3 separate regions of the Danio rerio genome follow, and regions 1 and 2 are each linked to region 3. The links are chromatin contacts, called in public HiCAR-type and Micro-C maps. All regions are on one chromosome and are shown on one strand. The core of a region is the stretch at or near the end of the contact, and the rest is flanking DNA. Distances in the headings are between cores, read along the strand shown.

Region 1 (3,329 bases), core at 294-2,793, 180 kb after region 3:
CTCAGATTGCACTGCACCAGGTCTGCATCCAGACCCCTCTCGTTGATTCTCGTGCATTCTGATGTGATCTAAGCTGCCCTGGCAGGTTTGTTAATGTGTTATGCTGTGGTTGCTAGGGTATTCTGACATTTTGATGGGTTATTAATGCCTGAGTTATAAAATAGGAGTAATTAGTTATCTTTGGGGTTAATGCATTGTGATATGGTTGCTAAGGTCATGCAGTATAGTTGCTAAGGTGTTCTGGTTGTTCACATAGGTGTAATAGTTGCTATATTGTTTTGGATGTTAATGCAGTTGATACTCTGCAAAAAAAATGCAGGGTTTTACACAATTTATGTATGTTTTCTAGGTGACGTAGTGGCACAGTAGGTAGTGCTGTCACCTCACAGCGAGAAGGTCGCTGGGTTGCTGGTTCGAACCTCGGCTCAGTTGGCGTTTCTGTGTAGAGTTTGCATGTTCTCCCTGCATTCGCGTGGGTTTCATATGGTTGCTCCGGTTTCCCCCACAGTCCAAAGATATGTGGTGCAGGTGAATTCTGTAGGCTGAATTGTCCGTAGTGTATGAATGTGTGTGGATGTTTTCCAGAGATGGATTGTGGCTGGAAGGGCATCTGCTGCGTAAAAACAAGTTGGATAAGTTGGCGGTGAATTCCGCTGTGGCGATCCCGGATTAATAAAGGGACTAAGTAGACAAGAAAATGAATGAATGAATGTATGTTTTCCCAACACAAATTGATTGTTTACTTAATAAATTTAAGTGGATTGAACCCTGCTAAGAATTCTCCTGTTTTAGCTCATTATAGAAGTTCAAACAAGCAAGAAAAAACTTGAGTGTGTTGATATCAGTGCTAGATTGTTGCTAAGTAGATTGCTATAGTGTTTTGAGTCGTTGCTTACAGTCCAAATCTAAAGACCTAACTTATCCCACAGGTCAATGTAAGTCTATGGTATTTTTAAATTATGCTGTAAAAAATGCTGGGTTCCACATAATTCATTCATTTTGTCTTAACACCATTCAACACAATTCAATTAAGTTAACTTAGTATTTTTTACAAAATTAAGTGGATTAAATATACAACCATAATTAAACATAAAATGAGGCTATAACTGCAAAAAGGTCCACTTTTTAAGAAAAAAGAACCACCCCTTTCACCAGACTGGCTACAGGCCTGATATATACCTACTGTACATGCATATATACATCATTAAAGAAAGAAAGAGGGGGAAAATATTGCATATATGAATACAAATAAAGATCCAATTATGAACATCTGTATTTTGTACACAAGTACGTAGTAAATAAGTCCACTTAATGTAAACTGTGACCACAATTCCTTAAAAGTTTGTTACAGTTCATCAAATCAAATTGATCAAAGTTTGTGTTCACTGCTAGAAAATTCCTATTCTTAAAAGCATTTACTACACATGCGTGTCACCTTAAACACTGACCTGAGGGATCCTGGCAGTCTTGTTTACACAACACAACAGCCTGAGCTAGGCCTCCAGGAGCTGATTTAGAGGGAAGTGATGTTCAGAGAAATGTCTAAATGGTGTGTGAAGCATGTCTCATAAAAAGACTGAGCTTGCAAGAAATACTCCACTGCCGTTTATGACTTGTGGCTGGAGCCGCAACCACGTGACACATAAAAGTGGAAAAAGACATTAAAGTGGCAGTAATGGTGTTTTTTTATCGTTAAACAGCTGCACACAGTTCACCTGATAGAAACGCTCATCCACAGGATTTTGTTCTAACTTCAGATTTCTGGAAATACAAAACAGATTCAGAGGAATTAGTATCATGCTTGGTTACCTATTGGTAAATGCTCCTGGTCTAATCATTTTCTCACCGTAGTAAAGCAGATCTCCTCTTGACTCTGGGTTAGATTGATCATTCACGTTGTGGTTGTAGCAGCAATATGAAGATCATCTGTGTCTCATAGACATTTTGAGGTAGGACATTCAAGCAGTCTGCAGTGGGTTTAGTTTTGGTGCATTGGACAATTAACCTGCTGCTAGATCATCTACATATTAGATTGTTGTAGTAAGTACTAGAAAACCGATTAGTTTCACCACAACAATCTCAGTTATGCACAAAGCACAAACTTTCAGCAATGTTAAATAGTAGCTCTTTCTTCTTTTAATCTTTAATCTTCTAATCTTTTTTTTTTGTACATTTGTCATTTTGTCTGATTTTCATATAATTCTTTGCCTCCAATTAAATTTTGTTATGATTTTGGTTGACATAAAAGTTTCTAATGCTTGATTGAAGTTTTTAAATCAAGGAGATACAAAGATATTGAACAAATCAGATTTTAAGTTATTGTGCTGCTCTTCTATAATCCTAAAAAGATACTGTAACATACAATGATTAGAAAAAAAACAGAATATATACAAATATAGAAATGAGTATTTGTGTCAGATAGTTTTTTAAACAGAAAATAGAAAATGGATTGATAGTGTGAGTACCCACATAGAAATCTTATATATGACAATATATGCATATGGCATATGTTAAATAAAAGTATATATTTGGATTTCAAATCTATAAATTGCTGTATGTCAGCAGTGGTGGTGGTGTGCATTGGCACGAGACCGCAAGCCTAGTGCCTTAGTGTCCCACCAGTAATGATATACATCCATATCGCTCTGCTACTCGTGTGGTACTGCGTTTAACAATTCGATGGCCTAACCGTGTAAATAAAAAAGAAAATCAAACATGTAAAGTCTAAAAATCCTTTTGTATGAGGAACTACTTTTTTCTGCCATTCATTCACATCTGCAGCTGATGTCAGAAAATACATAAGAGTTGAATGATTCTCTAGGGTAATATCTAAAGCGATGACAAAACGGGGGATTTTGCTCACATTTTAAGATTATGAGGCTGATCGCCATGAAATGCCTTCAGTCTAGAGACATTTCCCACACTCAGAAATAAAGGTACGCGAGCTGTCACTGGGGTGGTACTTTTTCAAAAGGTACAAATTTGTACCTTAAAGGTCCATATTAATACCTCAAGGGTACTTAAAATTACAAAAGTGTTCCTCTTAAAATTTTTAGGTACTACCAGGGCTTAATTTTGCCGGAACACACCTCTGAAATCTGATCCAGCACCTCATTTTACCTATCCCCTTTCTCAACCACCCTCCTCCCCCTTCCGCAGATTAACTGTTTATATATAATAACTTTACTGTTAAAAGTTATTATTAATTAGTTAATAAATAATTAAAGTTATTAGTGACTAATAAAGTCATGGTAACTAATAGCCTTAACACTTCTGATTTTGATTGTAATGCAATCATGTGCATCTTTTGTAAAGCTGCTCTGCAACAA
Region 2 (3,143 bases), core at 437-2,936, 160 kb after region 3:
TAGAACTCCGAAATGCACAGCGCCGCGCCACGCAAAAGGTACAAGCAATAAATCCAATTTCAGCGATAATGTGGAGAAATGTATCTTGTGTTGAGCCCAATGAGCTTTTCATCAAAAAATAGAGCAAGGGTGTTCCTTTAATGATATCGCTTTGACTCACACGCTGAAAATGGCGACGTGCAACAAGAAACTGAGGATATGATGTGACGCAAGGCTGTCAATCAATATAGGTGGCGGGGGGACCGCACTCTTACGTAAAGTTGCGGTTGGTCTGAAAACCGCTCCAATTGGTCCACCGTTTTTTGTTGTTAAATTGAAAAAAAAACGACAGTCTATACACTATACTTGCACACATATCTGTCCAAACAGCTTGAAAAGTAGATTTTTCACCATAGGTGCCCTTAAACGAGGAAAAGTATTCTAAGTCATTGTTAGCATGTTGATCCAGTTGATCATGTGTTCTCAGTGGTTGTTAGCATGTTAATATGCAGTTGGATCATGTGTTCTCAGTAGTTGTTAGCATGTTAATTCTGTTAATTCTGTTACTTAAGTGTTTTAAGTAGTTAACACTGTTTTGCCTTAACAGTGTTTTCAGTAGTTGTTAACGTGCTAGGGTGTTCTCGTTTGATGTTCGCATATTGCTTCTCAGTTGCTAGAGTATTTACAGTCAATGGGACCAAATACCAGCAAAACTGGTTGTTAGCATGCAGTTATTACCTATACAGTTGCTATTCAATGGTTGTTAGCATGTTGATTCGGTTGATCATGTGTTTTAAGGAGTTAACACGTCAATATTATCAGACCATGTAGCAGCAAAAGTGGTTGTTAGCAAATTGTTATACAGTTGTGAAAATGTTTGCATTGGATACTAACATTTTACCATGCAGTTGCTAAAATGTTTTTACCTGCTGTTAGTATTTTGAAATGCCATTGCTAATGTGTTTTTAATGATTCTTACTATGTTGCTGTACATTTTCTATGGGGTTCCTAGTGATTTTTGTTAGCATGTTGCTCTACAGCAGCTATATGTTCTCATTACTTGTTGGCATATTGTTATTATTGGAGCTAAACTTTCAAAGGTTCCTCAACACTTGCTAAGCTGTTATTTATGGATTGGTAATTCACTATATTTTGTGATTATTTTTGTGATGATATGCAGTTGCTAAAGTTTTTACTGGTTATTAGGATACAGTCACTAAAGTACAGTTGCTACAGTTTACCTCGAGTTTTTTAGCATGTTGCTATGCTATTTTTTTTGCGACAATTGCTTTAGCATATTACCCAACAGTGGAGCCACAAATAGCTTCTTGCTAGTTTTATAACTGCTGTAATCCAGGAATTCTAGGTGTTGTCACTGCTATAATCTGTTCATTGTGACTCATAAAGGTTGAGAACAAGTGTGTACACAAGTGAGGAGTTTGTGTGTCATTCTTCTGTGACTGTATCTCTTATTTCTGTGTTCGCAGGTGTCTGTATTTGATCGCCTTCATCCTGCAACACACAAACTTTCTCAGCTCTTACCCGATACGGGTAGAAAGGGGTACAGATCTGGCCTCTTTTACTTAAACATAGCCACTGATACTCATTGAGGTTCTTGCTCAGCGACGTATTGCTCTCTCACACACACACATATATGCACATGCCGGCTTTACGCAGTTGTATAGCCAGTGTAAGTTGTTTCAGGCAGTGACTCATCATAAACACTCATGCTGAAGTACACACTGTCCTGCTCAACCACACACTCACACACTGTAGTAACGAGAAATGACTCACAAACAGATATGCACTACTTTACGCTGTTGTAGCAATTGTGGTTATGATAGATGGTGCAAAGATACTGACATAGACGATATAGTCTGACCTTTTTTTTTTCATGTGTGTGGTGTAAAAGATTTGCTATTTTGTGTTTATTAAGTAATGTTTTAAAAAGCTTAATTATTAAGGGCATCATAGATTTATTTAAATGTATTATTTTGTATTTAATTATTATTTCATTTTCTAAACATAGGAAGAGACATTTTATTTAGATCAACTTGACTATTATTTGCAATATTTTTATTCAATTTCCTTTTGTACAAATGCATAGAATGCATATGTACCTTTTTATGTTGTATCATGTAAATGTACAGTAAATAATTGTAATTTTTGACATTTTTTTTTAAACATGGGTAAATGAAAATAGGGCAGTTTTATTTATGACAAATATTATATTAAATTGAATGAATTTTTACACTTAATCTGTTTATAAAGCTATTTTATTGTTGTGCTTTTATGTTGTTTTAAATATATATTGTAATTTGTATTTTTATTTTATAAACTTTATTTGTCGACTTCACAGTATTTTATTTTTATTTCTATCTTTTATTTTAATTTAGTTTCATTTTATTGTTTTTTTTGTTTTAACTTTTTATTTAATTTATTTTAATGTTTTTATTCATTTTGTTTTATTTTATTTAAATTTAAAAAATATTTACATTTTAAAAATTTTTTTATTTACATTTTTTTGTATTAATTTTTGATTATTTTTGATTATTTTTATTTAATTTTTCTTTATTTTATTTAAATTTATTTATTTATTTATTTATTTTTAAATTTTGCTTTGTTTTATTTTAATTTTGAATTCATTTAATTTAATGTTTTTTTTTATCTTTAAATTTTTTTACTTATTTTGTTTTGTTTTATTTTTTCTTGTATTTAAATGTATTTTTTAATTTTTTCAATTATTTTATTTTTAAAATTTTATTTTGATCATATTTTTTATAAAAAATAATTTAATTTACTTTTTATTTTAACCCCTGATTAATCAAGGCACTAAGCCAAAAAGAATATAATAATATTAATATAATTGATAATATTAATTAATGATTTTAATTAAAATTTGTTTTAATGTTAATTATTTTAATTTGTTTTAATTTTATTGATGTTGCCAGGGCCAGCATGTTACTCAGGACGGCTACTGTGATGGTGACTGCCACATAACACACACACAAACATGTTTGCTCTCATGCATGCACAGACTCACACATAACTCTAGCCAGCGGAATGGTTACCCACAGCAGGAAAACCACACGGCACATGTAAATGAGATGCGAGGGAAGTGTGAGTGCACGGCTCCTATGCAAATGTAATGGAGACCTCAAAGA
Region 3 (3,315 bases), core at 369-2,868:
TTTCTGTTTATCTTCTATCCATCCATCCGTCCATCCATCCATCCATCCATCCATCCATCCATCCATCCATCCATCCATCCATCCATTTATTTTTCTGTCTGTCTGTCTGTCTGTCTGTCTGTCTATCTATCTATCTATCTATCTGTCAGTCAGTCTGTCTGTCTGTCATCGTCTGTCTGTCTGTCTGTCTGTCTGTCTGTCTGTCTGTCATCGTCTGTCTGTCTGTCATCGTCTGTTTGTCTGTCTGTCTGTCTGTCTATCATCGTCTTTCTGTCTATCTTATCTATCAAACTGTTTGTCTGTCTGTCTAGCTGTCTTTCTGTTTACCTTCAATCCATCCGTCCGTCCATCCATCCATCCATCCGTCCGTCTGTCCGTCCGTCCGTCCGTCAGTCCGTCCGTCTGTCTGTCTGTCTGTCTATTATCGTCTGTCTGTTTGTCTGTCTGTCTGTCTGTCTGTCTGTCTATCTATCTGTCCATCCATCCATCTGTCTATATGTCTATCTTATCTATTAATCTGTTTGTCTGTCTTTCTAGCTGACTTTCTGTTTATCTTCTATCCATCCGTCCATCCATCCATCCATCCATCCATCCATCCATCCATCCATCCATCCATTTATTTTTCTGTCTGTCTGTCTGTCTGTCTGTCTGTCTGTCTGTCTGTCTGTCTGTCTGTCTGTCTGTCTATCTATCTATCTATCTATCTATCTATCTATCTGTCTGTCTGTCTATCTATCTCTGTCTGTCATTTATCTGTCTGTCTGTTATTTATCTATCTGTCTTTCTGTCAGTCTATCTATGCATATATTCATTTATTTAATAAACAGTTTTTAAAAAAAAAAAAATTCGAGAAAAATACAAAAACTGTAATATACTTTTACAGTGTTTTTTGCTAACAAACAAGTCACGTTTTAATCTATGTTTTAATGGGTGAAGACATGCAAATCAACATATATATTGCAATAAAAAAACACTGGTGAATTCTGATAATAGATTTTTTTTTCAGGAACCAAATCCAATTTTCCCTCAGCTCAGAAGATGTTTTCAGCTGTGTCTGATCCCGAGTCTTGGAACATGTCTTTGAGAGGAGATATGAAGCATTAGGCCTGGCTGTGGAAGAATGAAGGCTCAGTGGATCTCTGTTGAAACTATTTAGTAATGTTTGAGGGTTTGACGTAGCTCTTCTTCCTTACAGTTTTCTAAATAAATGAGTGCGTTTATGCCTAGAAACGGGGCTTCAGCTGTCGGGCCCCTGTGGCAGCAGTCATAAGCTGCCTGCTGAAATGGGCCCGAGGCCTGTCTGGCACTCTTTCATTCCAGATCGCAGATGTTTTTCGCAGTATGTCTGAGATTATATGAAACAGACTAAAGAACAGCGGGATAGTCAAAACAGAGGAAAAATGTTCCACATTGTGTGAAGTGACAGAAGAGTCTTTAGTAAATGTGAAGAGTTTCCAGTGCTGAATGGGCATCTGACTGTGTGTTTGCAGCAGTCTCTGTGTGTCAGCTCTGCCCTGGACACCAGATGCCATTGATTTACTACCTTCCTCACGGCTTCCCAGAGCAGGAATCTGATTGGCTGTGAGCGGCTCCAGTGTCAGAGGCTCCTCCACCAACCACAGGTCCTCTGGGCCACAAATATCTGAAGTAGTAATGATGTGGAATGTGCTGCCTCAACATGTGCTGTCAGCTGGAAAGTGTAGTTCTTGAGAGAGAGAGAGAGAGAGAGAGAGAGAGAGAGAGAGGGAGAGAGAGAAAATGAAGGAGCGTGGGAGGAATAAAGAAAAAAAGAAGGGGAAAAACCTAAACTCTTGATGACAAGGCTACGGTTTATGAACTGAAGCTGTAGATTCAGCTGTCTGTCAGTCTATCTATCTATCTATCTATCTATCTATCTATCTATCTATCTATCTATCTATCTATCTATCTATCTATCTATCTATCTATCTATCTATCTATCTATCTGTCTGTCTGTCTGTCTGTCTGTCTGTCTGTCTGTCTGTCTGTCTGTCTGTCTGTCTGTCTGTCTGTCTGTCTGTCTGTCTGTCTGTCTGTCTGTCTGTCTGTCTATCCATGTACCCATCCATCCATCCATCCATCCATCCATCCATCCATCCATCCATCCATCCATCCATCCATCCATCCATCCATCTATCCATTTATTTAGAGGAAAATTTATATTGTACAATTTGTACAATATTGTACAATATCTATCTATCTATCTATCTATCTATCTATCTATCTATCTATCTATCTATCTATCTATCTATCTATCTATCTATCTATCTATCTATCTATCTATCTATCTATCTATCTATCTATCTATCTATCTATCTATCTATCTATCTATCTATCTATCTGTATGTCTGTTGTCTATCCATCTGTCTGTCTGTCCGTCCGTCTGTGTCTGTCTGTCCGTCTGTCCGTCCATGTTTGTCTGTCTGTTTATCTGTCTGTCCGCCCATTCGTCTGTCTTTGTTTGTCTCTCTGTCATCTATCTATCTATCTATCTATCTATCTATCTATCTATCTATCTATCTATCTATCTATCTATCTATCTATCTATCTATCTATCTATCTATCTATCTATCTATCTATCTATCTATCTATCTATCTATCTATCTATCTATCTATCTATCTATCTATCTTATCTATCTGTATGTCTGTTGTCTATCCATCTGTCTGTCTGTCCGTCCGTCCGTGTCTGTCTGTCCGTCTGTCCGTCCATGTCTGTCTGTCTATCTGTCTGTCCGCCCATTCGTCTGTCTGTGTTTGTCTCTCTGTCATCTATCTATCTATCTATCTATCTATCTATCTATCTATCTATCTATCTATCTATCTATCTATCTATCTATCTATCTATCTATCTATCTATCTATCTATCTATCTATCTATCTATCTATCTATCTATCTATCTATCTATCATCTGTCTGTCTATCTATCTATCTATCTATCTATCTATCTATCTATCTATCTATCTATCTATCTATCTATCTATCTATCTATCTATCTATCTATCTATCTATCTATCTATCTATCTATCTATCTGACTATCTATCCATCCATCCATCCATCCATCCATCCATCCATCCATCCATCCATCCATCCATCCATCCATCCATCTGTCTGTCTGTATTTCTTTCTGTCATCAGTTAGTCAGTCAGTCAGTCTGTCTGTCTGTCCACATCTGTCTATATATCTTTCTGTTGTTTTCTTGTGTGTATGAGTCTTTGGTAAATACTGTTGCAGTGCTGAATGTAAGTGTGCTGTTTTTTAGCATTCTGATGTAAGTCTTCAAGGGCACCTGTTGCTCTA

What was found. Hi-C and Micro-C count contacts between places; a contact is called where the count stands out from the background. HiCAR-type assays count read pairs that join an accessible place to other places.
Region 1: a contact with region 3 is called in a HiCAR-type map of caudal fin, with 4 times the contacts expected there. The contact joins two enhancer-like sites. A contact is called at or near these places in 1 of 18 Hi-C or Micro-C datasets (caudal fin) and 1 of 4 datasets of contacts at active chromatin or transcription factors (caudal fin).
Region 2: a contact with region 3 is called in a Micro-C map of caudal fin, with 4 times the contacts expected there. The contact joins two enhancer-like sites. A contact is called at or near these places in 2 of 18 Hi-C or Micro-C datasets (caudal fin and skeletal muscle) and 1 of 4 datasets of contacts at active chromatin or transcription factors (caudal fin).

The regions. Positions count from the first base shown.
Region 1 is chr19:34,855,403-34,858,731 of GRCz12tu, forward strand. It overlaps a transcript of hpca not described here and a transcript of atxn1a not described here. Among named protein-coding and RNA genes, the nearest start is that of atxn1a, 62 kb to the right of the region's middle. Within about 2 kb of position 1,544, at least 2 of the 62 cell types and tissues checked have an H3K27ac peak or open chromatin away from gene starts, as enhancers often do. A contact at or near this core is called in caudal fin, where this site is marked.
Region 2 is chr19:34,833,500-34,836,642 of GRCz12tu, forward strand. It overlaps a transcript of hpca not described here and a transcript of atxn1a not described here. Among named protein-coding and RNA genes, the nearest start is that of atxn1a, 84 kb to the right of the region's middle. Within about 2 kb of position 1,687, at least 19 of the 62 cell types and tissues checked have an H3K27ac peak or open chromatin away from gene starts, as enhancers often do. A contact at or near this core is called in caudal fin and skeletal muscle, where this site is marked.
Region 3 is chr19:34,675,178-34,678,492 of GRCz12tu, forward strand. It overlaps a transcript of hpca not described here. Among named protein-coding and RNA genes, the nearest start is that of fam8a1a, 21 kb to the left of the region's middle. Within about 2 kb of position 1,619, at least 26 of the 62 cell types and tissues checked have an H3K27ac peak or open chromatin away from gene starts, as enhancers often do. A contact at or near this core is called in caudal fin and skeletal muscle, where this site is marked.